Regions from separate parts of the Mus musculus genome. Here regions 1, 2, 4, 5, 6 and 7 are each linked to region 3. A link is a contact called in public HiChIP or PLAC-seq data. All regions are on one chromosome and are shown on one strand. Each heading gives the region's core, a stretch centred on a gene start, on an enhancer-like site or on the middle of the called end of the contact. The rest is flanking DNA. Distances are from core to core; before and after follow the strand shown. Region 1 overlaps Gm33489 (a long non-coding RNA gene). Region 2 has its middle 6.8 kb from the start of Gm5083. Region 3 holds the start of Jarid2 (jumonji, AT rich interactive domain 2). Region 4 has its middle 23 kb from the start of Gm20751. Region 5 has its middle 12 kb from the start of Gm2233. Region 6 has its middle 10 kb from the start of Gm33630. Region 7 has its middle 27 kb from the start of Gm2233.

Region 1 (3,977 bases), core at 650-3,149, 700 kb after region 3:
ATGCTCTTCTCTCCTGCTCTTCTTTCCTTTTATACATCTTGCCTCCTTCAAGGGCATCCGAGGATGAAGATGTTGCGGTGGGGGGAAGGTGGTCATAGAATATGGCTGTCTAGTTTTGTCGAAGTATAGTCATAAAACGGGTTCTCTAATGGAGGTGGGGGATAGTAGCATGCATTGGTTGAGTTCTGTGTACTGGACATGCAACCCCTTACTCATTATAACCAGAATGCAAGGCATATGTATGACTGTACTGGAGTTTTCTGCACTTAATGGTTGGGCCTGACAAGTACAGCTATGTGTGCTAAGGAGAGATGGAGTGAAGTCCAAGAGAGATGGGGCGTGTTTACTATGACTAGCCAAGTGATCAGCTTTCACTTCCATTCGTTAAACTTGAACCCCAAAGTATGCAGGAGACGTGAGCTACTCTCCTATTCCAATGATATTCCCCTCCGTGGCATTTGTGGCTCACTTTTAATTTCTAATTAAATGTGTACTGCAGATTTTTTTCTCCCTTTAAAATAATGAAGAGTAACTGAAGGTAAGAATTTTATCATTCTTGCAGTTAGAGGACTATTTAGTCATGTTGGGCTCTCTGCGACACCCCCCCCCACCCCCGCCCCCCACACACACCTGCATAAGCCTTTGCTCAGGGTTACACTGACAAGCCTCATGAACCATGGCTCCTGTTTTGTAATCTCATCCTGATGTGGCCACACTGGCTTATTGCTTGATTCGTCTTGGTTGTCGTCTATTCTAATGACTACAGAGTTGTCCTAATAGACTGCACTTACCCAGGCACCCTTGCTGGTATAACAAACGGGCATCATCTCACTACAGAGGAGTTTCTATACCATAAAAGTATCATTCTGCGCAATTTTAGAATGGACTGATGGCCCATGTAATCTTCGTTTTCTAGTGCCAAGAATGAAGACCCAAAGAGTGGGCACGTCTGAAGTCATAAAGGAAGGCACTTGTCACTGGCCAAACTCACTCCATTTTGTGCCTCTTTGGTTCTGCATTTGCTTCTGTAACCTTTTATTCTGAGTTCTCTCGAATTTTAACAATAATAGAGCTGACCCCGAAACCTGTTTGTGACACAGGACTCATACAAACATTGGTCAAGCCTAGAGGATAGGTGTTATGCTTGCACCTCCCTAGTGCCGGTAAAAGCACTCAGTTTACTTGGTAGTAGCAATGGAACACCCGGAGTTATCAGCTGAGCAGTTCCCCCAGCCATGCTCATTTCTGTAATCAGCAGCCTGGAACAGGTGGCTAAGCCTATCCTCTCAGGGCTGCCAGAGTCCAGGTGTTTAACATAAAGTCTTCGGTTACCACCACGCAGAACATTGAGTTGGGACTTGGCAGCACCCAACGGCATCATTTTGTATTCACATTTATGCTCTGCCCAGCAGTCCCACCACCCAGCAGTCCCTCAGCCAGAAGTCCCCATACCTACTGCCTCAACCTTTGCTTGGAACTTAGACCAGTACTAAAAAACCCTGGTGTAAGAATGACAGGTGACAGGTGAACCCCTAATGACAAGTAGGGGCTTGCATTGTCTTCACTGGAGAATGTGTGACAAAGGTCATGACTGTGTTGGCGTCTAGTGATGGTGTTGGTGGTGTTGGCCAGGCTGTCAGCCTTATTTAATGTCTAAGTTACTGCCCCATGAGATGGTATTGTTGACCATTTCAGGGACTCGATTCCTCCACTCATGGGGGAACCTCCAGGAAAGGAAAGAGACCCTCAGCCAGCATATCCGATTCCGATGTCATCCTGTTGGACATCAAAACCGACTGAAGACTGTGCTGCAAAATGTTTTCCCTTTTCAGGATGCTAATGAGGGCAAGATCACACCGACGGGTGTGCGCGGCAGCAGCGGTGGCAGGCTCTGCAGAGTATTTTAATGAGCCTATCTGTAATGAGGGCTTGGTGTGCGGTTCAGTCTACACACTAGCCCGTGTTTAAAGACATTTTCCTCCTGCTCTCACCCCGTTCTCAGCCCTGGCTTTAATTCTCTTAAACACTAACATTAATTGGCCGTTAAGTAAAATAGGAGCGAGCACAATAGATTTATGATATTTTGAAAGGCTATACCAGTTCTCAAGCGCTCAGAAAAACAGGCTTGGCTTTTATGAGGCGATTATGATTTAGTGTTTTTCTCTCGCCCTGTTGAATCTGTGGGCTGCCTCTCAGACGGATCCAGGATAGCTGTCAGAGCCAAGATTTACAGTCAAACCCTTTCAACATATAAAGCACAGGAGAAAGTTTATTGTTTTGTTGTTGTTGTTTCGAAAGCAATATTTCCTTGCGCAGTTCCATGCTGCTGGGTTGGGAGGGGGGTGTCTCTCCTCCCCTCCGGAATGGTCTCTATAAATTTCTTCTCATAAGGCTGCTGGCTCATCAAAAAGTGATTGTTTTCCACAAGCAATCGCAGGAAAGCATGTCAATTTAGATAACTTCTGCCCCCTCCCCCAAGCAGGATATGTCCACCATGTCGATGTTCCGCCCATTCTCAAGTGCTCAGGAATTGCCCACCTCTGACGAGCGTGAGGAGTGAGGAGCAAATGTTATGTTTCTTCTTCCTACACAGGCTCCCAGCCTAGCTCACAGGAATACAAACCCGTAGCCCTTGCTTTCTCCTGGGACAGACCCTAGGATTTGCCTCATCTCTTCTGACATGCTAAGACTGAGGCAGTTTCCTTGTCTAGGAGTCTTCAACTGCTCCTGCCAACACTTTTTTTTTTTTTTTAATTAGTAAAACAAGTCAGAGGGTGTGTGGTCTCTAAGGACTTCCCTCTAAACGGCTAAGATCTTCTGTTTGCGATCCAACTGTGATATTTTAGCTCAAGGTGTGTGTGTGTGTGTGTGTGTGTGTGTGAGAGAGAGAGAGAGAGAGAGAGAGAGAGAGAGAGATGCTGACAGAAAAGGGGGGTGATTTAAGTGTCCCCCTTCCCCATATTTCATCCGAAGGGCACTTACTGCCCAAACTCACAGCTTTAATGGAGTTTGAACTTGCGAGTCTTTGTGTTGTGATTGTCCTGCGGCTCCAGAAAGACCATACCAAACCAAACAGTTCCACGTGAGGTTTATTGAGAGAGAAAAGGGCAAGGTGGTGGCAGAAAGAGAAGTGGGGGAAGAGAGAAAAAGAGAAAGAAAGAGAGAGAAAGAGAAAGAGAGAGAGAGATCAGAGGGACCTTCCTTTATATGTGGGTAGTGATGTAGACACAGGTAAAGGTGGGGGAGGTGAGCCAAGTGGATTCTGGGAATATGGTGGCTGTTGCCTTGGCAACAGGTATACGAGCCTCACTGTCACCTATATGTGATGTCATGGGTTTCAGAGGTCCTGATACCACACTCTGGGAAGTACTTAGCATCAGATGAGGCCATGTGGGGTGGGGTCCCATTGGGGGCAATAATGACTTGAAAAGAAGAGATCCAAATCTTGTCCCGTGACTCACTATCTTGTTAGGATGGAAAAGGTAACTACACCAGACACCAGATTTATGCTTCTCTTGGACTTCTCAGCCTCCTGAATGATGAGCCAAATAACCTTCTATGCTTTATAAATGAACTGGTCTGTGGCTGTCAGGTACAGCAACAGCAGAGGAATGAGACTATATGTCAGAGACCATGACCATAACCACACTCCTTACTCTGCCTCCTACACACTCATTAATCTTGATCTACACGGTCCTTGTAGGGACTGGCAATTTTAGCAAGATTCTCTCTCTCGCTCTCTCTCTCTCTCTCATCTCTGATATCTACTGTCTTTCTTTCACTAACCTGAAATATCTCTGCTTTGGCTAGACTGACTGGCCGCATGCATCCAATATCTGCCTACCTCTGTCCAAACCCTGATCCCTGAGATTACAGACTTGGAGATCATGCCCAGCTTGGTACATGGGTGCCAGTGCTTCAAGCTCAGGTCTTCGTGCATGTACAGCCAGCTCTCTTACCCACTAAGCATCTCCCCA
Region 2 (3,847 bases), core at 390-2,889, 620 kb after region 3:
CCAAGACAAATCTCTGTGTGTTCTTACAGGCATGAAAGCACACACGTGGTACACAGAAATTCAAAAAAGAGCCAGGGAGAGAAGGATAGTAGTGAAGGATAAAGGACGACAGTCACTTCTCGCTTTGAAAATTCTGCATTGTTTGAAACTTTCATAAGGGCCCCACAATACCTTTGTGAGCTTAAAAATAACTTTAAAAAAAGAAAGAAAGAACGAAAGAAAGAAAAACATCAGACAATGTGAAATCTTACAGGGTTCATAAAGATCATATTCTCATCTTATGAAGATCATATACTTGTCTTTTATTTAAGAAGAAGAAGAAAACAGCTCTGCCTGGGCCGAGAACATCAATGTCCTCCTCACTCCCCCCACCCCCTTTGGCTTTTCCCTCACTGTGTTCCTTTCAGATCACCGGGCTTTGTGCTGTTTCCTTTCAGCCATTTGTCAAGGCTGTTTTCTTAGGGATAGCGATGCCTTATTTGACAAGTGCAGTACCTTACGATGTATCTAGCTGATAGAGTTCACAGACAAGCACATCTGACAAAGTATTAGATATTACAAATTATGAAAAAGGTCTGTCTGCTGTTTGTTTCCCCAAACTAGCAGCTTCCAAACATTTCCCATCCAGGTTCCCCTGCAGCAGGTGTAACAGTGCATGCATACTGGTGATGAGTGTGCTCACGGTCAGGGTGAAAGAGGCACTTGGAAAGCATTGCACCATGAAGGGACTCTGAAAAAGGAGCTGTGTCCCTCATGCTTTAGGGGGCACCACACTGTCTTTAGAGGTTGTGCCCTAGCAAACATGAACAAGATGTGCACTTAATTCCTATAAACCAAAGGACAAACCCGATCCTGAGGATGTTCGAGAAAAGGGCAAACCAGGGAAGACTCAATTAGAAGGTATAACTTTGATTTTTTTTAAAACCTATTTTTAACAATGGTTCTTTAATGCTCTAACCACCCTTTTAGCCCATCACCCACCAGAGGTAACAGAAAAGTAAAGGATACGGGAGAGGTGGACCTGTTTAGAAATGGTTCATTGGAGCAACTTCCATCTATGTTGTCTGGAAATTGGCTGGTCAGTTCACATCAGCAGTTTCGTGCACAGTCACTGCCCATCTTTGTGAACATGAAAGTGGGAGGGGAATGTATGCACAGGCCTCAGATCCATGGAGTGCCGTCCCTGATAGACAGAACGCCATATTCACTTCTACTGAACAAATGGACAACACTGGTCTACACTCCAATCCAAAGTTTTCATCTGAGCACACACCCGGGGGCATTCTGGGGGTTGCAGTCTGCAGATGCATGGGATCTTGTGATGGCTGCCACCATCTTGAACATCCTACTGATTGTTTTACAGAGAACACACAGCCCTCTCATATCCTGGTGGTAAGGAATAGCTGTCTAATTGGATTTTAGGCTTGCTCAGCAGAAATCATGACTGGTCCTGGAAACCTAGCTAACTACTGGGGCTAGTGAGGCTATAAACCTTGTAGGAGGTTTATAATTACCACTTTAGTAAACACTCACAATTCTTAACTTCATTCTGGATATTTATCGTCTTACACACAGGTAAATGTAGCTCTCACCCCTCTTCAAAGAAGCTTCTCTTTGCAACAGATGGAGACCATTACAGAAAAACACAGCTGTTCAATAAAAAAAAAAAAAAAACCTGTTAATGAGGTGCACAGCCCCAGTGGATAGGTCTACAATGCAACTCTGGTACCAAAGGCTCAGGAAACATCATGGAAGACAGGAAGAAAGATGGTAGGAGCCAGAGGATCTGGAAGTCTGCTGTGAGATGATTCTGCTTGTAGAAATGATAGGGGAGCTACAACCATGGTACCTCAACAGTACTGGGGCCTAAATAAGATCTGAATAATGACAAAACCAATAGACATGCTAACGTTTAAGGGGAGCAAGTCTCACAGGGCCCCAACTGTAGACAAAAAACTGAAGGCAACACACACACAAACAGATTCATCAGGTTGCACTTATATTTTGAAGCACATATCTACATGACTATATAAATATACATGTATATATAATATATATTATATACATATATATTTAAAGAAAAAGAGACTGAATTTCAGAGGAAGGATTGGAGGAAAGAAAGGGAAGGAGGAGGGATTGAGATGGCAGTTTAATTAAAAAAGACAAAGGAAAAATGTTAAAAAGAAACAAAAGACTATTCAAATGTATCTAGATAGATAGATTATGGTATAATCAGAATAATACATATAATACATAATATATCATATAATATTATAATTATATAATTAATTATATAGTATATTATAATTATATAATTATATATTACATAATATTATATATAATATATACAATGTATGTGTATATACAGAATAATAATATATATACATATATATACACACACACATAGAATTCACTCTATCAAATAGCATTACAAAATGTATGAAAAAAATCTATGAAAAAAATCCCCTTTTCCTGCCCTTTCTATGCCTGAATTCCATAATTCTGAGGCAATTTAAATCATTTTAGTATCAATTCCTGCATTTACTTCTACTTTCCAAGGAACATTCTTATTACTTACTGTTTTGTTTTTGTTTTTGTTTTTGTTGTTTGATAGTAACGGTCAACTTTCTTATGTGTATTTTTAAATATACATAAGAACTCTTGCACAGAAAACGTCATAGCTATCCACTTCTTCTATATATAACTATAGACACTCCTCTTTCCCACGTTCTCCTCACGGAGCTATATGAAAATACCTGATTATATTATGATTAGATGTTTGTATTACAACTGTAAAAGCTTTGTTCACAGCAGCAGTAGCACCTGGTCTATGGTTTGATTTTCTTTCTTTCACAACTCTTTGTTTTTCTGGGAATTACGGAACAAACAAAAGCAATAGCTTTGTTTCTCTATTTGTCCCATCTTCTATGTCCCTACAATAACATTCCTATCAGATTCCCCAGCTATCTGCATCCTAACACAGGTGTCTGCTTCAGCATCTCGGAGACTGCTTTCACTATTCTCTGCCAGAGACTCTCTATTCCTGGACACCATGGGTTTACTGAGGAAGGAAGAGCACTGTGTGGTAGAAGAGCCCATGGAGGCGGTGAATATGACATTCTAGGCCTTGCGTATTTCAAGATGTCTCCGTTTAACCTTCACATTTGATTGATCTTTCTGTGGGAACAGAATTTGCAGTTGAGTAGTTCGTCTCTGTTCTTCTGAGGCATTGCTTTAACCATCTCACCTCCAGCGTGGCTGTAGAGAAGCCCACAGATGGCCTTGATTCTCCATCCTGTGTAAGGAACTTGTTTCAGAAAGCTTTTCTGAAAGTTTTAGAGTTCCTCACTAAGGGGAATCTCACATGCCCCTTTGTTTCTGTGCACTCCTTATCCTTCCATTCTTCCCATCATGAATGAAGAAAGGCTAAAAGCGAACGTTCTGAGTGTCTGCCTGCAAACACTGGAAAAAGGATGACAAGAAGAAGCTGAGAAGCCAGAGAGGGATGAGGATCCAGAAGCTGAGATGGAAGAAACGAACTGGAAAACACGAGCCATTGAGGAGGGGCAATCCAGGCTAGAGAAGGTTCTTCGGGAAGACCACGAGAGCAGCTAAATCTCTGGCAAGGCTTATCAATGAAGACAGAGAACAAAACACAATGAACCCAGTGAGTAAAATGGAGAGAATACCAGATACAGCAGGCTCTACACAGCCAGTGGGGAATGCTGTCAGTGAGCTGAGTCTGTGCTCACCTATAAAGGATGGAGACAACCGAACAGTGCGATTTCCATCAATGCAGAGAACCACAATTAAAAACTCACTTGGAATATGAAATTTCGGTAGCATC
Region 3 (3,745 bases), core at 197-2,696:
AAAAAAAAAAAAAAAAAAAGCCACTACACAAAACAAAAACACTCCCTATGCCAAGCAAGACGCTGCTATACTGTGCACAAAACAAACCTAACCATCACAACCCAATCTCAGAAACCCAGTTTTCAGGGAGAAATTATTCGTATTAACATGCATTCACTCAGGCACACATATACTTTTACATGAGCTATGTTTTTCCCCTCAAACTAGAAACCATGAATCTTTAGAACCAAAACCAGCCTCTTTATAAAAGTCAATACCAATAAATGCATTCCCAGTAACATGATTCCCAACTGGGTCATGTTGCAAGCTAGATAAGCCAAAAGGGCCACATATATTAAATGATGTGCCAGTGCTAGAAGATCGCCATAATCGTACTCTGGATTGCAACTTAGCTTCCAACACACATACCTTACACGATTTTCCAAATAACACTAATAACAGGCTCATTTGTATGCAAAGTGCAATATGGGACCAAATCCGCCCGAGAATGCAGTTAGATCACTGCGGGGGCCCCCACACACAGAACCCCAACCTCCACCAAAACCCCTTGCCTTTCACCAAAACTACATCAACGTTGTGTCATTCGAGGTCAATTTATATACTTGAGGTATCTCTACACCAGTCTGTTTTCTCAACCAAACTAGGCAGACACGACTTTGCCTGAAAAGCCCTTTCGGAAAAGAAAGAGCTTTATCGGACGCTGTTTAAAACCTTTCAGCTGCAGAATTATCTATAAACTTGACATTCACAACCATCGCTTAAAACTGCAAGCCAAAGGATGTGTTGTTAAGAGCACTTACGTATTTCTTCTGAATGATATTCCTCTTGGGTCTTTCCTTGCTCATTCTGAGATCCAAATGCTGATTGCAAAAGGGGACAATTGCTTCATGAATTTAAAGCCGTCAGAAATTTGCAAAAAAATATCCTGGTGGTTTTTATTGTTGTTGGTGGTGGTTGATCTTGTAATCCGACTTTTCTTCCTCTTCCCCCAAAACCAGATTCGCCTTGAAATAAATCCGAAATTGAGAAGGATAAAAGAAAAAATATAAAAAGAGCCAAAGACGAGCGAAGCAAACAAGAAAAATTCACTTTAGTAAAACACTCATAATGGAAAATTTCCCCCGAAACATACAACAGACACAAAAAAAGAAAAGAAAAAAAAAGAAGAAAAAAAAAAAAACCGACGCCCTTCACTCCCCCCCTTTTTCTTCCAAAAACTACATCAGCGAAACGTGAAGGTCCTTAGTATCTGATCTGTAGTTACATCTTGAAGAAGAAAAAAGGAAAAGATAAATTTAAAATGTTGGAAGTCACGTTTGTGCTGCAGCAGCAGTGCGAGCAGAAGAGTCAACTCCAGCGGCGGCGGTGGCGGCGGCAGCACCACAGCGGAGGGCTCGCCGAGTCTCTTTTTTCCAAGCCCCTTAACCAATGAGAGAGAGGCTAGCCAGCCCAACTTTAAATGGACTCTGCTTTTATACAAGTTAGGGCTCCTCGGCTAATTCGCCACCTCCCGCCAGCCGAAAACTCCCACAGCTGAGCCCCCCGCACGCCTGCCTAACCTCTGCCCACAAGCCCCGGCCCGGTGCGGAGAACTCCCGCAGCCCCGTCGACGAGACCCCGGAAAGGCCTCCACGAAGCCTCTGCGGGCCGCCCGTCAGGCGCCTCTCCCACGCCGAGCCCAGTCGTGGAATTGAGAGAGGCTCCCTAGCTCAATGCATGGCACGCTCGGTCGCTCCACCTCAGCCCCTTCCCCCCCCCCCCCCCCACCCGCAGTCCGCTCACCCAACAGTCGCCGCATGCAAACCTTCGCCACTGCCCTCACGTCTACCTGCAGCCGGGCAGCTGGGTACCAGTGCCCCAGGACGCCCGGCCCGGGGGAGAGCCGCCTATTCCCGGGGCACCTTAGAATAGTCCCCTTGATCTTCTGGAAGTTGTAGTCCCTTGACTACAAAATGGCTATGGCCACGGAAGCGAAGAACTACAATTCCCAGCGTGCCCCACGCCTCCTGTCACTCAACTCCCTTTTCCCCGATCGCTTCCCCCTCCCCCTTCCCCGGGCCCTGCCAACAAACGCTTGGACGTGTCCCGCGTGCGACACTGCTAGAGGCTGGCTCGGGATTGGCCCGCGGAGCGTGTGGTCCGGGAGCGAGGAACTCCCCACGCCGGCCCCGCCCCCCAGTCCCCTCCCCGCGGGGGCCGCCCTCCCGGCCCGGCCCGGCTCGGCCCGGCCCCGCGCGCCCCGCCCCGCCCCCACCCCGGGCGCGAACCGCCTGTGGAATCGAGGAATCGGCGCGCGAGAGCGCGCCCGCGGGCCCGCGAGGGCAAGCCGCCAGGCTTCCCGGGGGAAAGGCCTCGGAGCGTGGCGGCGGCGGCGGCGGGGGGCGGTGTCAGCGAGGGGTTGGAGCGGGTCCTCAGCCAAACTGGGCCACGCACCAAGAGGGATCCTCGCTCGGTGCGAACTCGCTGATCGGCAGCGCCCGCTTGCTTCAGCCGTTGCCGGCGGTGTCACCTCAGGACAAGCGCCCGTGTGCCGAGCAAGCGGGCGGCCGCTCGGCCGCCGGGGTGGTCCGAGGTCACGGCTCCAAGCCGGCCCGCGGCCGCACGCGACCCCACGCGCGAGGCAGACGCGGCTGGGGCAGCCTCCCGGCGAAAGCTCGCGGCCTCGTGGTCGCCGGCCCGCGTGCCCGCCCCTGTCCCCGGGGCCGACGCGACCCTAGGCCGTCGCCGGTGGCTCCGAGGTGAAGCCCCGCCGTCCCTGGAGACGGTGAAGGGGGTCTTTACCCTCAGGACTAGGGCTGTCCGCGACCGAGACTCCCAACGCCGAGGTGAAACCGTGAACGGAAAAATGGAGACCGACCCCCCAACACAGGCAGCCCGTAAGGAAGCGTCTCGAACACTGAGTGCCCGAGAGCCCAATGGTCTGTGCCCCGCAGCCTTACCTGCCCCAGCCCCTGCCCTGCCCAGGCTCGCCAGTCGCTCAGATCAATGGATCGCAGGCCCTGCTGTCGCTCTCGGGGGCATTCGCAGGAACTTTAGCACGGCTCCCAGCCTCGGCGCTAATTTCCTGGTTCTAACCTATGGTCTTCAAGGTCCTGCTTTTCAAATCTGACTGGCTAGCCTCAGGGAAGCGAAAAGGCTTGGAGCCTCTCCCATCCACCTGCAGACACACATTGGCTTCTTCCTCTCTCTCCTCCCGGGCAGTCGGTTCCCAAAACAAGCACTCCCGAGTCACGACCATTCCACTGTTAGTCGCAACAGGGCAACTTAGTCATGGTGTCTAGAAGGTTCTAAAAAAGCGAGTTAACACCTATGGATTCAGAGGTCACAGTGGCCACTTCAGACAAGTTGAGCGATGGCTTTCCTAAGCTGCTCAGTTTCCACATCTGCAAGTTGATTCCGGCCAAAGCTTATGGAGAGGATTATAAAGTAACAAAACCCTAGTTTAGAACCATGCAGGTTATTGGACTGTTTCATGAGTTGACATAAGACACCCTTATTTTTAAAAAGTTATACCTCATTATTTGTCTTATTTTTTAAGTTTCTAAAACTCATGTTCATTTTACAAGCAGAAAAATTAATTGCCTGTGTGTCTTAAATAATGCACAAATTGTTCACTGTTTCCGTTTGGTTGGAATGATCGAATACATTTCTATTTTACAGTTCAGTTTTGACCACCCAAGTGACTTTATGGTCGTCTTGACACAAGGTGCTTTCCAAACCCATTCGGATCATTACGACCTGTACA
Region 4 (3,800 bases), core at 815-3,314, 990 kb after region 3:
GAGAGCATGGGCAGCTTTCAGGACTCTTACTTGTATAGCCAGGGTTGCTTCTCTGGGCATGTTCTAGGAGATGATTTAGTTCAGTGACTATACACTACTGAATTTTCTTAGAGTCACTGCTACAGGGATTCATTAAGCCAAGGTCCATGGACAGGGCATCCAGAAACTAGAACTAGTTGTTCAGTGCGCTGTTATTGTCATTGGCTGAAATGTGTCTCATCACTAGCCTGCCCGCTACTCAAGATTCCTCTGTTGAAAAGCTAACCCTAGTGTTTTTGAGAGATGATTAGATAAGATTTAGATAAGACCTCCCCCCAAGAGGGTGCAGCCCCTGTAAGGATGAAGAAACTCCTGACCTGCCCTCTGTTTGAAGAGTAAGGATGGGGTCAGATACGAGGCAGCCTTCTGAAGGCAGGAAGAGGGCTCTCAGCAGGAAATGAATCTGCTGGCACTTGACATCAGACTTCAGCACTTAGAACCATGGGAAATTATTGCTAAATATTGCACCTCTGCGTCTGTGGATTTTGTTTTTCAGGCAGAACTAAATACACATACAATTATATACACACACACACATATATGTGTGTGTGTGTATTTGTGTGTATGTATATATATAATATATATATATAAACTTACTAACTTTATTTGCATGTCCTTTATACTTCTATGTCCTTTTACACATTTGAAAGGATTGCTCTAGGAACAAATTTACAGATTTCCCCCATAGGATCTACAACAAAGACAACAGGGAGGGTCTTTATTTCCCTGTGTTTGGGTCACATGTCTACATCATGAGAATAGTTTCTGCCCATCCCCCAGGGTGAGGAACACTGTTAATGAGGCTGCAGTTGGTCTGCTTCTTTGGATAGCTCTTCCCATGTAGATCAGCATCCCTGCCGGTCCCTCTCACAGACCCTTCCCTCTGGTTCAGCTGCTATCTGACAAGCATGTGCTGTCTGGAGAAAAGAATGTGTTTGAAGGAGAGGATAGCCAGTCCTGTTTCTGGGAACTTAGCTCCAAATCCTTCAGATTCAACCCTAGTGCGGTCACTTAAACTTAGAGAGACTGAGAAAGGGGGGGGATCCTCATTAGGTTTCAGGACAGTCTGACCTACAGAGTGAATTCTAGGCCAGCCAGGGTTACATGAAAACGTGTGTGTATGTGTGTGTGTTATTTGCATATATTTGCATATAGCTGTTTTGTTTGCATATGCATGAATATATATGTGTGTGTATATATATATACACACACACACAAAAACTAGGTCTTAACAGCAGTAACCTTTGCTTGAACTATCACAATAATTGACCCTTTGCAGGACCCTCCTCCAGGTTGACATCTGGTAAAAGGGAAAGTTAATGTTGATTCTTAACAAACCTCTGGGCCTATTTGTGAGGGAAACTCTTTATTCGGTTAGCTGAGGTGGGAAGGCCCATTGTAAGTATGGGCTGTGCCACTCCGTGAACCAGGGTCCCGGGATAAAAAGGAGAGAGTGAGCAGAGCATCGGCATCTGTCACTGTCCGACTCCTGATGGCAGATGCAGCGTGACCAGCTGCTTCACTTTCTGGCTGTCATGGCTTTTCCCGCCATGATGGACTCTGAGCCAAAATAAAAAGCCCCTCTTCCTCAAGTTGCTCTTGTCAGGGAAGGAAGAAACGAGCCCCCGCATTCCAACCATGCCAGCAGTGCTCACTAATGATTTGAACTTGAAACAGCTGTCAACGCCTTGGTCTTCGGTTCCCTCATCCGGCACGTGGTTAGTTACCATTACAAAGGCTCATTTCCAAAATGTTGACGTCTGGCCTGCACTGTCCTTCACCTTCTCAACTTTTAAGAGTGACCAAATTTGAGCTTTGTCGTTGTAATACTACTGGATGACAACCCACTTTCATAAATGGGAACCTTGGCTTCTAGAAGAGAAAACCTACAAGTTCGAAAGTCACCATTTAATACCGATCTAAGCCGCACAGACCAACAGGGCTCGCTTTTGAACAGGCTTGCTCAGTATGTTTGGCTTGCTTTGTTTGGCTCGATCTGCAGGCTCTGTTTCACTACACCACCGCTAGGTGGCAGGAAAGCGCCACACAGCTCTAGATTTGCCACAGAACCCTAAGAACAGCTGCTTTGTACTGGGTCCTGAGACTGGGGGAGGGGCTCACAATTTTAGCCAGTGATCAACTGTGCTGGAGAAAGAAAGATAGATTTGGGGGTACATTGTAGAGAGGGGACATTGTAGGGAGTTGTATGTTGGGGGACCTGTGTAATTTCTCTTTTCATGCTCTCTCTTTCTCTCTGTCTCTCTCTCTGTCTCTCTGTGTGTCTGTGTGACTCTGTCTCTGTCTCTGTCTCTCTGTCTCTCTGTCTCTCTCTCTCTCTCTCTTTCCAGAATATTTGTAGCACAGATAAAAGTGAATAAGAACATAACTCAAAGCATCCTGAAAGAAAGACCAATAGAAGAAGGTGAGATCAGCTCTTCTTAGCTCCATTACCTTAAGGAATCAACTAATAGCAAAATAAAATGGGTTTTTTATTTTTATTTTTAAAGTATGAGCCAGCTCTGTTTGGGGGAAGCCATTTTTCTTCCCCTAGAACAAGAGGCCTCATGAAGTGTACATAGGGTGTGCTGTGTGGTGGCATAGTCACAGTGACCTTTCTTTTAGGAAAGTTGTTGATGAGTGGAAGTGAGACGTGCTCTAAGTCGGCAGAGTTGTTCCTCACGGAAGTTCTGCTCAGTGCTCTCAACCCGAGTCTGCGACTGCATGCTGGTCTTCTATCCCTGACTCTGGAGACAATCAACTGCACGGAAATTCAAATTTGAATATCAAAAGAAAATGACAGAATCTTCAAATGAGAAAAAAAGAAATATACACTGTACAAAGCCCCTCGCTTTTGTCTGGCATCCTTAGACACAGTGGGGAACGATTGCGTTTCTGTGTGTTTGGGGACGGCAGGATGAAGACCCTGTGTCTGGGGCTCTTTTCTTTAGCAGCTCATCAGAGAGCTAAGGAGTGACAGAAACGCTGCCCTCTGGGAACATCAGGCAGTTGCTGCAATCCCTGTAGATGCTTAGAAGCAAGCGTTTATGGAGCTGCTAAGCAGAGTTTCTTTAATCCCCAATTTCCCTTTTCCGGAACCAGTTGTTGTTGTTGTTGTTGTTGTTGTTGTTGTTGATCCCAGTTCTAGGAGATCTGATGCCCTCTCTTGACCTCCATTGGCTCTGCACTTACTTGGTGCACGTACAAGGGCATTCACACACACACACAGACTCTAAATACATACATACATACATACATACATACATACAAAATTTTTTAAAGAAAAAATTCCAGTGGAAAGCTGGAATGCCATTATCCCGTGACTGCCGTGCAGTTTGTGGGCTGAGACTTGTGCTTATTTTTTGCGACCTGGATAACAGAAGGACGAAGTGTCCTCTGTGCATTTTGTATTCCTCGCTGGTTCTAACTGCGCTATGACACGCTTGTTATTTAGATTTGCTGAAAGTCTACAGAAGTCTTTGAGATGAGATAATTTTATGCAGGAGAGAGCACCAAACTAAATGTAAAACTCTAAGCCTCTTCCAGGTCCTGCAACCTTGTCATGTTACTCTATGGACTACCCTGTCTCCGCCCATGTGTGGAGGGGGATGCTGGTGGTCAGAAGAGCGGGGAGGCAGAGGTGAGTCTGAGGACTGCCTAAGCTACACAGGGACACTGTCTGTCAACAGAATAAATGAGCCACTTTACCACCCTAAATCTCAAGTGTCCTGATGGCAAGAAATAATACAGAAATACATGTCTTC
Region 5 (3,616 bases), core at 681-3,180, 790 kb after region 3:
GCAGGTGAGTTGTGACTGGCTGTGAGCCAGTTATACCACATCTCTTTGGGATCTTTCTTTCCACTCTTAGTCTCCATTTCTAATGGAAGACAGACACCAGGAAAAGAGAAGGTCTCCAAGGTACGATTGACAACTTCACAGGCTTCTAAGCCAAAGCATGCACCAAACAGACGTGTTGACAGCTGACCCAGTTGTTACAATGTCTCAGCTCTTGGTCGGTTGTATCTTGCAATGACAATTTTCCTAAGTTGCCTTTGTGGTTTAGGGGACTGCCACATGTTCGTGACACATATTTTTTAATTATCTATAAACCTTGTTCTTTGTTTTCCTTTAGTGATTTGGAAGCTGCATATGTAGCTTCCATAATAATAAAATGATCATAGGCACACCGGCTACCCAGTTAGTGAGAGCGTGGGTACACGGGCTACCCAGTCAGTGACTTCCAGGTGTGGCGACATGGCTGCGTTCTCCATGGAAAATGGAAGTGTTGTAGATTGCTTCCAGACTTGGCGGAAAATATTACACAAGAGCTCCTCTGGGGGCCTTTCCCATCTTCCAGAGACATGGAATCCAGCAGAGCGCTAAAGAAGGCAGCATGGATCCCCAAGAAATGGCATCTGCTGATCTGCCCTGTTGGCCAACTTCTCACCTCTTGAATTTGAGAGTGCAAATATCTTCATTTAAAAAAATTGGCTTAAAAGTTTCTTGATAAATACTAGTACACATTTGGGTCTTTAGACATAAACTGTATTTTGTCCTAAATAACATAGGCATTGAAAGTGTGATTATAATTAGTACCAAGATGAGCTTTCATATGTAAATCCTTACCTAAATGTTTAGGAGGAAGTTTCTTTCTTTTAAAAGGGGATTATTTTAGTGTGTGTGTGTGTGTGTGTGTGTGTGTGTGTGTGTGTGTTGGTGACCAGTGGGCCAGAGATGTCAGAGTTACAGATGGTTGTGAGCTTCTTGATGAGAGTGTTGGGAACCAAAGGAAACATACACAGGTGACCAGAAAGAGCAGTTTGTGCTCATAACCGCTAAGCCATCTCTCTACCCTATAAAAGAGTTTCCCTATTTGGCAGTCTCTGAATTAGACTCACAAAAGAAGCAAGGCAGAGGGCTCAGAGCCTGTGACAGGAAGACATACAGAAGAAATGCTGATGAACCACTGTCCAAGTGAGTCGGGTCCATTGTTGTAGTTCTCAAGACAGGACATGTGCCTTTTGGTTCCTTTTTTAAATACTGAATTTAACCTTAACATTCTTCTGTATATAATAGAATTCTGCATACCTGAGATGTATCTGAGATTATTTTTGTGAGGTCTTGTCACCCAATACAAAATTCTCAGAGAGCTATCTGCAACATGTAAGAAACTGCTCTGCTCAGTTTATTGCTTGTTGGGATGCCATGAAGTGTTTGGCTCAGCCGGGAGACTCTTCAACTACAAGAAAGGGGACAGCCATCTCCAGTGGGCACTGTCAGGACTTGAAGCATCCAAGATGGTTTCTCTGTCTTTACTGTCTTGCTTAATGTAATTCCTGGGCATATAAACACCTAACTTGAACAGCCTAAAAACTTGGCCGCCTCTATCTATTTTCAGATTTGGACATAGGCATTAAAAAAAAAAAGAGTCATATTTAAGAGATGAGGGAGAGAGCCACCTCTTGACAGAGCAGGTTGTATTTACAAAGGAGAAAGGCACTGGCTGCGCATACAGTCTACCTACTACAGGGAATTGTAATATAACAAAGAATATTTCTGTTCTTTATCCCCAGTTCCTAGAACAGAGCTTCAAAAACTCTTGGATCTTTCAAAGTGACACATGTCTAATTCTTTTGTTGTTCATAACAAGGGCCCCTTTCTATCATAGCTGGGCATATGCTAATGAAATGACTCATTATACAGAGCTCTCAGACAGCATCCGGTAATCCCAGTCCCCCCCTCCCCAGACCCCCCACAGGGTTAGAACTTTGGAATTCCAGCCCCACCTCTCAATGTCCTGAGAGGGGAGAGAGACTGGAGATTGAATGCAATTCTAATCGCCTGTGATTAAATCAATTATGCCTATATAATGAAACCCCGATACAAATTCCCAGCACATGGAGGCTCAGGCAGGTTCCCAGCTGTGGCACATAGCCTTGTGCTGGAAAACATTCATGGAGTCTGTGAAGAGCTGGACACCAAGCCGCCAGTCCCAGACCTCACCTTGTGAAATTCTTCATCTGGGTTAGCATTTGCCTGCTCTGTAAGTAAGTAATAACAGCAAGAGGGCAGGAGAGATGGCTCTGTGGGTGAAAGTGCTTGCAATTCTGCCCCAAGACCCAAGTTTGATCCCCAGGAGAGACATAGTAGGAAGGAGAGGACTGGGACTGACTTGGTGTCTGGGACCTCCATGTGTGTGCCATGACACATGCACATATACACATGCACATAGATAGATAGATAGATAGATAGATAGATAGATAGATAGATAGATAGACAGACAGACAGACAGACAGACAGATAGATAGATAGATAGAAAAACGAACAGTAAGAATAGCTCTTTCTCAGGTTACAGGAGTCACCTAGTCAACTAGTCTCATGACTAGTTGAATTGTTGAGAGTTGGGGGGAATCCTCCAAAACTGTCATCATTTCAGACAAAGGTGTTATTTGGGATGTGACTGCTGAACTTGTGGGATGGAAGCTGGCTCTAGTTCACTGGCATCAGCCTGGACTTGTAGGATAACCAGTTGGTATCAGAGGACGCCTGTGGGAAGGCAACTCCCTATAACATCACCTAGAGGGCCCGAGTTCAGTGGCTCATGTATGCATGGCCCATGTGCCCCTTGCAAAGATATCATTTTCCTGTCGGTTAATGTTGGCATGTGCACTCATAATGAATAAGCAGCTAGAAGGTGTAGGCAAAGCACTTTATAAACTAAAGAACATAAAACAAGTATTAGCTAAAATTATGTACCAGACCCTGATGCATAGTCAAACATCTCAGAGCACGAGTACTCGGTGGCTAGAGCCTCAGCCACGTGCCAGCCAAGTGAGAGAAGTAATGAATGTAGATTCCCAAACTAAAGATAGAACTTTCGCTCTATGTGGCTTCCGTGTGCACTTCTGGAATCCTTTTTTTTTTTTCCCCCATTCAATCCCAGGCAAAAACTTGGCAAATGTCTCCTCATGAATCATCTTCCAGTGGCGCTTGCTATTCCACACCAGCAGAAGAATTATGTGAGGCCACAGTCTTGGCTGGCTTGCACTCAAAGAAAACACGCTATCCCAAAGTCCATGTGGTGTTTGAACTGGCTCTCAGCTCCTGCATCCAGTCGGCCCTTGAAGCAGAGTTAAGATGGGCTCCCATCTGAATGCTGTGGGGATGTTGGTTGAGACTCAGCAGAAGAGATGGTGCTGGCTAGCTGATGGCATAATATCCACCCCCCAGAATTTTGCCATGCCCATTCATGAAGTGGAACATGTGCCTGTCCCACTTCAAGCATTCAGCTATTGCCTTTTCAGGTCTACTGTGCACCAGAGGAAAGGAAGACAAAAACAGGGGCGATGTCACAGTCATCAAAGCAACACTGTGAAAGTATGGCATGTACAAGTGGTGTCCCCAAGGCCATGAG
Region 6 (3,616 bases), core at 571-3,070, 640 kb after region 3:
CTTTTCATCCAAAAGGTGATTACACTTATCCCTCAGTGTCTGTGGAAGGTTGGTTCCAGGATTCCCATAGAGAAAGCAACATTCAAGATTGCTCAAGTTCTTTATATAAGAGGGCATGGTATATACATAGACGCTACCCTCATCCACCTGGAGACTTCAAGTCAGCTTTAGTTACTCATAATACCCAATGTGATGTAAATGCTTTATTCATAATCATTCTACTATATTATTGTGGGAGATGAAAACAGAAAAAAAATAACCTTTACATGCTGTTTTTCAGAACTTTTATTAGAATTTGCCAATCAACAGTTTTAATCCACCACAGATGTGAAAGACTTAATGTATTAAGCCAATGGTATTGCCTACAAAGGAATATCGTATAAGAAATATATTACCATATTATAGATTTAAGTTTTTTCTCTTTATTGTTTGTTAAATATACACAAATGGTATTATACAGAATGCCAAACAAAATTTGCCTCTTTAGGCATTTTAAGTATATAATGTAGTGGCCTTAAGTACATTCATTCACAAGGCCATAGACTCACTACCACTGTGTATTTCCAGGATGTTTTTTATCAACTCAGATGCTAGCAGCACTCATTAAATGTTACCTGTCCCTTCTCCTCTCCACCAAACCTTAGTAATTGCTGCTTCTCACCTCCATGAATCAGTCATCGTAATTCGCCCTTCTGTCTTCGCTGTAGCATGATGTTTTCCAGATTCAGCTATGTTATTATAATATGGACCACAATAATGCTCATCTTTTGGTCTGAGTAGTATCCCATTGTGTCCATGGCCCACGTTTTGTTTATCTGTTTGTCAGTCAGTAGACATTAAGGTTGTCTACTTTAGGGCTACCAAGATGATTGCTACCCTGGACGATGGTGTAAGAACATCTGTTTGTGCCCCTGCTTCTGGTTCCTTGTGGATGTAGCTAGGAGCTGAACTCTAGGATCACATTCTTTGCGATACTCTACGGCAAATCCATGATTCTATTTTGAGCAAATGCCATTCTGTTTTCCATAGAAGCTGCAGTATTCTACATTTTCAGCAGTGCATAAAAATTCTATTTTTCACAGCTTTATTGATATTTGTTAGCTTCCGTTTTAATAGCTGTCCTCCTGCATGAAAGTCAGTGGACCTAGTGTTTTGAAACTTTCTTCTAATGATTTGTATGGTAAGCAAATACATTTCTTCTATGATTCTGATGAGCTACAGTTTCAAAATTCTTAGATTATTCAGCTATATGTGAATACAGTCTTTAAAAATAACCCGGCATTATTGAATACTTGGATTGTCTGTAGTTTTTCATATAATAAATTATGAGGAGATGAACATAGAATTTTTTTACACAATTATTATTTCATTGGTATAAGTTTGAATATATGCTATCATTGAATCAGAGAGATGACCACATAAGATGTAATCTCTACTTCTAAATTACATCTATTTAGTTATAAAAAACAAAAACAAAAACAAAATCCACAGGACAAGAACCCTTTAGTGATCGAATACCCACACCACCACTGTTAACCCTAAAGATTTCACTGGAATATATTTACACCTATGAGATATAGAAACCAGTTTATCAATTTGGTCAATAAAATAAAAATGGCATCAGTCAGGCCTTTTACCAGATGACCTGGCATTCCAAAATGAAGAAGTTTTTTATTATTCTAACCCAGAGTTGGAGATGAAAGTTTCTTCAAATATGTGTGATCACTGTCTCTCTGATTCAAGTTTCCTGTATCTCATCTGCTGTCTCTGCCTGGAAGCATGCAGAAGTAAATCCTTCACTACCGTGCTTTGCTTGTGGTTATTTGAAACCGAGAGCTCAGAAACGAGATGATTTCTATAGAAGAGAATCAGCGCATCTCGATGAGTGCACACAACACACCAAGTCTAAATTACAGCCATTAGCTGGGGAATTTTCTTCCCTCTGGAACATGTTTACAAAACCATCCCCTTTGGCTTCTCCCTGCTTGCTAGGGTGGATGCTGTAAAATTTATCAGAAGACAGGCCTGTGAGCCACAGACTGAACGTTCCCCATCTCAAAATTAAAAATATACTATCCTCCCATAGCCAAACCACTCTCAATGCTGACACCGGCACTGTGAGTGGGAAAAAAAATCCCACAACTGGTCTCATATGACATGTGGCATTGCAAATAAAGGTGTACTGAAAATGTCTAATGCAATTACCTTTAGGCTATGGGTATAAGGTATACATGAAACATAAATGAAGTCTCGTCCCCAGGATACCTCATTATGAATCTGTAAATATTCCAAAATCTTACAAAAATTTCAAATCTGAAAGGCTTCCGGCCCATGCATTTTAGATAAGGTATGCTCAACATGTTCCTGCTTCATCTGAGTCACCTCTGTGAAAACCACAGACCTATGTACTGGTTCTCAGAAGTACGCACAGCACCTCAGCATTGCCTGCTAAAGCACACCCTGAGATTCTTAATCAATGAGCATAGGCAGAGCCTGCAAATCTGCCTGACTTCTAGATTGCTGTTGCTGCTTAAGAGATGCTCATTAGAGGCTGGGGGTGTAGTGCAGTTGGTAGAGCGCTTGTCTTGCATGCCTGAGATCATGACTTTGATGCCCAGTACCACATAAACCACATGTACCACTTTGGTGCTGGTACATGCCTGTAACCCCCGAGGTCAGAGAGAGAAGAAGGAGGATCAAGAGCTCAAAGTGATCTTCAGCTACATGCAGAGTTTGTCACTGGTGTGGGCTGTATGACATCCTCATTATAAGAGACACTATTTTAATTGATGCTACTATCACTTATTGGTGACATTTTTTTGGATGATCATTTAGGTGAGTTAAGAGAAAGTGGCTGTATAGTTTCTGATAGTCACGACAAATAGCCAGCCATGCATGAGGACTGGAACTAGGTTTTATCCTCAGGGCACCTTATTTGCTGAAAACTGGTGGCATCCTCCACATAGATTTGGCATCAATCAATAACTGACTTCTCTACAGAGACCACGAATCAATCTGTGTTTGCTTCAGACACCAGAGCAGCTCCTATTTACGTGAGATGCACAGACCATTTGAAGCTTGTGATTTCTTGCTCTTTTAGTACAGCATCAAATATACACTTCTTGAAGCAAGGATTCTAGTTTGTACCATGCTGGGGCACTGGGCATCCGGCTACTCCTGTTGTTTAACAAGTCAAGGTAAGGAAGTTCAATCTGAACGTGAGACAGAGATGTGTTTAGCAAGGACAAGAGGTGCCACAGAATGTGAGATGTGTTTGTGTGGTCCCTTTGCAGCTGAACTTGGCCGCAAGACTTGATTTGGCACAGCAGTAAGTGTGACAGAACTAAGGCATGGTAAACACTTGCGGACCAGGGATTGCCCTCCAATAAAACCTCTCTCAGAACAAGCAAAGGCTTTGTAGGTTAAGAGGTGATGATGGGTAACCTCGAGGAGGAAAATGGTGAAGAACTGTAGTCCATCTTCTTACCCCAGCTCAGCGAGCTCAGCCCTGCAGGAGACCTCAGCTGTGCCCTTAGTGCTGGGAAAAGGTGTCTGAGCGCTGCTCACCACCCAATTCTTAATAACTGAAAGAACTTGCTACAAAGCAATAGATAGA
Region 7 (3,992 bases), core at 346-2,845, 750 kb after region 3:
GATCCCTGATTTTTTTTTCAGGGCTACTGTTAGGGAGTTGAAATGGTGGTAGAAAAGGAGTGGCCAAGTCTTCCACATTTTGGTCACCTCACTCTCACAGAATCTTATAAATCATCAGGAACCAACAAGTGTGTTTAAAATGCTGATTAGGTAACATGTCTTATGGTTTTATGATTAGATTCTTTTGGTTAGATTCTTTTTTTGGGCTAACAGTCTAGCTTGATTAATAAACAGAAAATCTTTTGGGGGTGGGAGACTACAGTGTGCGGAAGGTTATAGTGTGAAAAACTAGATTGTATAATGTATGTTTGTTGGAGACAGTAGACGGGGCAGAAGTCAAAGGATCATCAGGGATAATTTGGGAATCATGATGGTGTTATGCCAGAAAGCTTTTAGAATGTACCAATTCTGTCTTGAAACAGCTTTACCTTCCCACTAGATCCACAAATATATCCATAGAGAAATTACCTGCAAAGCTCACTTTCAGTTGGTCTTCATTCTCCCAAACACAATGTGTATATGGGGGCTGGGCTGGATCTCTATCTACATGAACTCTGTTTAGAATCCAAGCAGACAGGCCTGATGGCACTTTTGTTCTTTCCCCAAGTCTAAGAAGAAAGGCCAACCCAGACATGGAAAGAACAGAAAATGAGCCCAAACTATGAGAAACCAAATTAACACAAACCTATTTGTGAGTGTGAAATGTTCCAGTCAACAACCAGGACTGTATTGGCTAATGACATGCCACATCGTGGCCAATAAAAATAGCTTCTTATTTGGAGAATGCTTTCTCCCATGCCCAAAGAAAGGCTGGGTGGAATGGAAGAGCAGTAGGCTCTGCCTGGAAGCAGATAGAATGCCTCCCTCCCTCCCTCCTGTTTACCCCAGTAATGCTGTATATGTCCCCACTGAGGAGGCTTGACCCCCCTTCTTTACCCTCCGTTCTCATCACCACCCTTCAAAATCTTATCCCTCTATGGGAGAAATCAGGTGCCATGCTAAGGATTCCATCTCCTTGAGTTCTGAATGCCTGATGCTGCCTTTTAAAAACAAAAAAACAAAACAAAACAGACTCAGTCATTTCCTTCAGTTGTGGAGCATTCTGTCGTTTTAGCCATTCTTTTGTCCTTTTATTTATCCTTTTATGGGTTTGTCAGTACAGTTTTTAGGCTAAAACCTCAGGCTTTGGCCACACCAAGGAGCCAGGCTCAGCCATTCATCCCAATGTACCAATCAACGAGACTGGATAATTGCAAAAACAGAGAAAGATGTATTCAGTATGTCTGTTGAAGCAAGTAAAGGGGTCGGTCCAGTGACAAAAGGCAGTTCTCTAAGTCAGCCTTGGGTGACTGGTGTGAGGTTTAGGTCTAAGGAAAGAACAGGAGGTATCACAACTAAGCAGTCCTCACCGAAGTGGGGTCCAGCCCATCTTTGAGCCATCAGGGTCTCAGGCCTTGTTTACTCTACGAGGCAATCCCATAAGTTGTGAAACTGCCTGCATTGTCTTGCCTTCACCGAGAATCGAGAATCCTCATCAACTAAGGGGAGGGGCCGGTCCTGTGAGGCTCCTGTTCTCTCTGGTGTTTGAGATAATTCACAAAGAAAGGACATTGTGAAGGACAATGAAGCATGCCTGTGTCCTCTGCCCAAGGACAGAGACAGAACGGGGACAGAAGGGCCAGGCTTTTATCCTGCTTTTCCTAACCTTTTGGTGAGGACTGAGGAGTCCATGCTTAACCAAAGCTGCCTAAGTCCCTGTTTCGAGTCTCCCAGAAAACCTTCCCTTCCCTTCCCTTCCCTTCCCTTCCCTTCCCTTCCCTTCCCTTCCTCCCCTCCCCTCCCCTCCCCTCCCCTCCCCTCCCCTCCCCTCCCCTCCCCTCCCCTCCCCTCCCCTCCCCTCCCCTCCCCTCCCCTCCCCTCCCCTCCTTTCCCTTCCCTTCCCTTCTCTTTTCTTTTCTTTTCTTTTCTTTTCCTAAGCTCATCAGATTCCCTTCAGAGTGCTGTGTCAGCCTCTGCTCTTTTCTCCACTGTTGTGTGTCCCAAATCCTAACACGGTATCACCACTTTGAGACCAATACAGAAAGCTGAGTAGCGGCTCTGGCTTTCACTAGTCTGCCTGTGTTCACTGCCTACAACCTGGGTTTCTTGCTTTCTCCTTGGGAGCAGCTAGTTATTCTCTCCAGGATAATATCCAGCCTATTGGCCAGACTCACCAGTCACAAATCTAGGCAGTCACATAGAGTGAGCAAGCACCTGGTGAAAAGTGACTCGACTCGTGGTGACGTTGAGGATGCCTCCGTAGTTGGTAGATAGAAGACTTAATCTGCCTCCTTGGTTTCACTACACAGCAGACAGAGCCCTCTTTGTTCAGGTCACTTTTTTCTTACCACATGGGTAACAGTCAGTTTCTAGGACTCAGCTTCGCTTAGACATCCTCTCTAGAACTTGAAGAATTATTGGCCATGTTAGAGCCTCCCCACGGTAATAAGAAGCTAATTATTTCACCCAACACAAACACACATTAATTTTGTATTATGTGCAAGTATTTAGGCCTGGGTCTGTGTGCACATACATCCGCAAAATAATCAAATATCTAAATTAAAAAACGGCGAGCTGGAAAAAAGACATTTATGGATGCGAAGACGTAACTGCTGTGAAAACAGCCAATTTAGAGGAGAGGTTGGCCTTTAATTGGCCAAGCTAAACAACGCACAATTACTACTAACTTGATCCCCGAAGATCGGCTCTAATCAAGTCATGTTTAACTTGGCTGGTTACATTGCAGGCAGCTCCTACGTCCTCTGATTTGGTACGTTTGCCTAACACAGAGCCTCCCCGTGGCTGACTTTCCTTCCTCAGTTTTCCGTTCCTGTGAATGGAAACTCCGTGCATTGGGAAGCTGGCCATGGGCTGTTTTGTTGTTGTTGTTTTGTTTTTTGTTTTTTTTTTTTTAAGTGGCAAGTTGTATGTTGGGGTGGATGGTGGGGGATGGGTTTGGGTTTTAGCTTTTTGTTTTAAGAACTCTCTGGCAGAACTCTGTGGGCCCAAAGTCCTCCAAACTTCACAAGTCTGTCAGGGAGTTAGAGTTTCTCAAGGTTCTTGAAAGACCCTTTCTCAGTACCTCAGAATGTTCCTGCAATTTTGCTTTTGTGTTATAGTTGAAGAAGGGTGTTGTTGTTGTTTTGTTTGGGGTTTTTTGTTTTGTTTTGTTGTTTGGGTTTTTTGTTTGTTTTTGTTTGTACTTTAACCTTCTATGTTAATGGGGCAATTTTCATTGTTTTGTTGGGTTTTTGTTGTTGTTATTGTTTGTTTTGGTATTTTAACCTCCTGTGTTACAGCAAGATGGGCAGTTTAACTCTACTCTAATTTTTAAACTAGCCACCATCAAGGATCAAGTACAGCTCCACAGAACACAAAGATGCATGGTTAAATATTTATCTCAATTTCTCCCGGAGAGGATTCGAACTCATAGAAGGCTGACTTCTCAGGTCAGAATGGCCAGCTGCACGCATACCGGATGAGAAGAGAACGTCATGCATACCACCATGGGATGCATGATCCTAAAACATAGGAAATCCTTTTCCTCGGGGGGGGGGGGGAAGGGAGGCGAACACATGTGCACACGTGTACAGAAACATGGATTTGTTTACTGAGAAGTGAATAAGCATTCACATGCTTGACACATGCTGGGTTCTCTAGTAGGCCCTGGATAGAACAAAATGTATACACCAAGTCTTCGTCGATTCAAAGCCTGTGGTGTACATAGTCTCTCGGGGCTGGGTCATTAGCACTGCATAAAGTCAGGAGCAAAACAGCCTCAGATCTCATTTCAACTCTCACGCCGGCCCTCAATTCATATTATAGGTATGGCTGGTCTTCAACCTCTTCTCCCTCCCCACCCCGCTCCCTCTACCATCCCATTCTGTTTGTCCTTGCCCTCCCAGTGATGTCCCATCTCCAAGAGCAGCCTCAACTGCCCTTGTGCCCTTTCT

Evidence for each region. HiChIP or PLAC-seq counts read pairs in DNA pulled down with a chosen protein or histone mark.
Region 1: an H3K4me3 HiChIP or PLAC-seq map of forebrain shows a contact between it and region 3, with 7 times the contacts expected there. The contact joins the enhancer-like site here to the promoter of Jarid2 in region 3. A contact is called at or near these places in 3 of 39 promoter capture datasets (cranial neural crest, second pharyngeal arch cranial neural crest and trophoblast stem cells), 3 of 484 Hi-C or Micro-C datasets (nephron progenitors and uterus), 23 of 115 datasets of contacts at active chromatin or transcription factors (T-cell acute lymphoblastic leukemia, VIP interneurons, acute myeloid leukemia and 15 more) and 1 of 9 other capture datasets (adipose tissue).
Region 2: an H3K4me3 HiChIP or PLAC-seq map of embryonic limb bud shows a contact between it and region 3, with 5 times the contacts expected there. The contact joins the enhancer-like site here to the promoter of Jarid2 in region 3. A contact is called at or near these places in 10 of 39 promoter capture datasets (the 3T3-L1 cell line, 3T3-L1-derived adipocytes, cranial neural crest and 6 more), 1 of 484 Hi-C or Micro-C datasets (embryonic stem cells), 17 of 115 datasets of contacts at active chromatin or transcription factors (T-cell acute lymphoblastic leukemia, acute myeloid leukemia, astrocytes and 13 more) and 3 of 9 other capture datasets (adipose tissue, liver and pancreatic islet).
Region 4: an H3K4me3 HiChIP or PLAC-seq map of neural progenitor cells shows a contact between it and region 3, with 8 times the contacts expected there. The contact joins the enhancer-like site here to the promoter of Jarid2 in region 3. A contact is called at or near these places in 4 of 39 promoter capture datasets (the 3T3-L1 cell line, cranial neural crest, hippocampal neurons and 1 more), 4 of 484 Hi-C or Micro-C datasets (B cells, embryonic fibroblasts, nephron progenitors and 1 more), 23 of 115 datasets of contacts at active chromatin or transcription factors (the 230-238 cell line, T-cell acute lymphoblastic leukemia, acute myeloid leukemia and 18 more) and 2 of 9 other capture datasets (adipose tissue and liver).
Region 5: an H3K27ac HiChIP or PLAC-seq map of embryonic stem cells shows a contact between it and region 3, with 2.9 times the contacts expected there. The contact joins the enhancer-like site here to the promoter of Jarid2 in region 3. A contact is called at or near these places in 10 of 39 promoter capture datasets (the 3T3-L1 cell line, cranial neural crest, frontonasal cranial neural crest and 5 more), 1 of 484 Hi-C or Micro-C datasets (cortical neurons), 22 of 115 datasets of contacts at active chromatin or transcription factors (T-cell acute lymphoblastic leukemia, astrocytes, bone marrow-derived macrophages and 14 more) and 3 of 9 other capture datasets (adipose tissue, embryonic stem cells and pancreatic islet).
Region 6: an H3K27ac HiChIP or PLAC-seq map of thymic regulatory T cells shows a contact between it and region 3, with 4 times the contacts expected there. The contact joins the enhancer-like site here to the promoter of Jarid2 in region 3. A contact is called at or near these places in 7 of 39 promoter capture datasets (cranial neural crest, hippocampal neurons, liver and 4 more), 5 of 484 Hi-C or Micro-C datasets (Sertoli cells, cumulus cells, embryonic stem cells and 1 more), 26 of 115 datasets of contacts at active chromatin or transcription factors (T-cell acute lymphoblastic leukemia, acute myeloid leukemia, astrocytes and 17 more) and 1 of 9 other capture datasets (adipose tissue).
Region 7: a contact with region 3 is called in an H3K4me3 HiChIP or PLAC-seq map of bone marrow-derived macrophages, with 6 times the contacts expected there. The contact joins the enhancer-like site here to the promoter of Jarid2 in region 3. A contact is called at or near these places in 8 of 39 promoter capture datasets (the 3T3-L1 cell line, cranial neural crest, frontonasal cranial neural crest and 4 more), 2 of 484 Hi-C or Micro-C datasets (cranial neural crest and nephron progenitors), 18 of 115 datasets of contacts at active chromatin or transcription factors (T-cell acute lymphoblastic leukemia, astrocytes, bone marrow-derived macrophages and 13 more) and 1 of 9 other capture datasets (adipose tissue).

The regions. Positions count from the first base shown.
Region 1 is chr13:44,024,998-44,028,974 of GRCm38.p6, reverse strand. All of the region lies in intron 1 of Gm33489 (a long non-coding RNA gene), which reads left to right. Among named protein-coding and RNA genes, the nearest start is that of Gm33489, 18 kb to the left of the region's middle. Within about 2 kb of position 1,899, at least 29 of the 459 cell types and tissues checked have an H3K27ac peak or open chromatin away from gene starts, as enhancers often do. A contact at or near this core is called in embryonic limb bud, forebrain and uterus, where this site is marked.
Region 2 is chr13:44,112,398-44,116,244 of GRCm38.p6, reverse strand. No RefSeq gene overlaps it. Among named protein-coding and RNA genes, the nearest start is that of Gm5083, 6.8 kb to the left of the region's middle. Within about 2 kb of position 1,639, at least 1 of the 459 cell types and tissues checked has an H3K27ac peak or open chromatin away from gene starts, as enhancers often do. A contact at or near this core is called in embryonic limb bud, where this site is marked.
Region 3 is chr13:44,728,972-44,732,716 of GRCm38.p6, reverse strand. Jarid2 (jumonji, AT rich interactive domain 2) reads right to left here and starts at 1,446. Exons shown (of 18, transcript NM_001205043.1): 1 at 801-1,446. The coding sequence starts at 845.
Region 4 is chr13:43,738,100-43,741,899 of GRCm38.p6, reverse strand. No RefSeq gene overlaps it. Among named protein-coding and RNA genes, the nearest start is that of Gm20751, 23 kb to the right of the region's middle. Within about 2 kb of position 2,064, at least 27 of the 459 cell types and tissues checked have an H3K27ac peak or open chromatin away from gene starts, as enhancers often do. A contact at or near this core is called in B cells, T-cell acute lymphoblastic leukemia, bone marrow-derived macrophages and 2 more, where this site is marked.
Region 5 is chr13:43,935,080-43,938,695 of GRCm38.p6, reverse strand. No RefSeq gene overlaps it. Among named protein-coding and RNA genes, the nearest start is that of Gm2233, 12 kb to the left of the region's middle. Within about 2 kb of position 1,930, at least 20 of the 459 cell types and tissues checked have an H3K27ac peak or open chromatin away from gene starts, as enhancers often do. A contact at or near this core is called in embryonic stem cells, neural stem cells and trophoblast stem cells, where this site is marked.
Region 6 is chr13:44,087,840-44,091,455 of GRCm38.p6, reverse strand. No RefSeq gene overlaps it. Among named protein-coding and RNA genes, the nearest start is that of Gm33630, 10 kb to the left of the region's middle. Within about 2 kb of position 1,820, at least 10 of the 459 cell types and tissues checked have an H3K27ac peak or open chromatin away from gene starts, as enhancers often do. A contact at or near this core is called in thymic regulatory T cells, where this site is marked.
Region 7 is chr13:43,974,259-43,978,250 of GRCm38.p6, reverse strand. No RefSeq gene overlaps it. Among named protein-coding and RNA genes, the nearest start is that of Gm2233, 27 kb to the right of the region's middle. Within about 2 kb of position 1,595, at least 9 of the 459 cell types and tissues checked have an H3K27ac peak or open chromatin away from gene starts, as enhancers often do.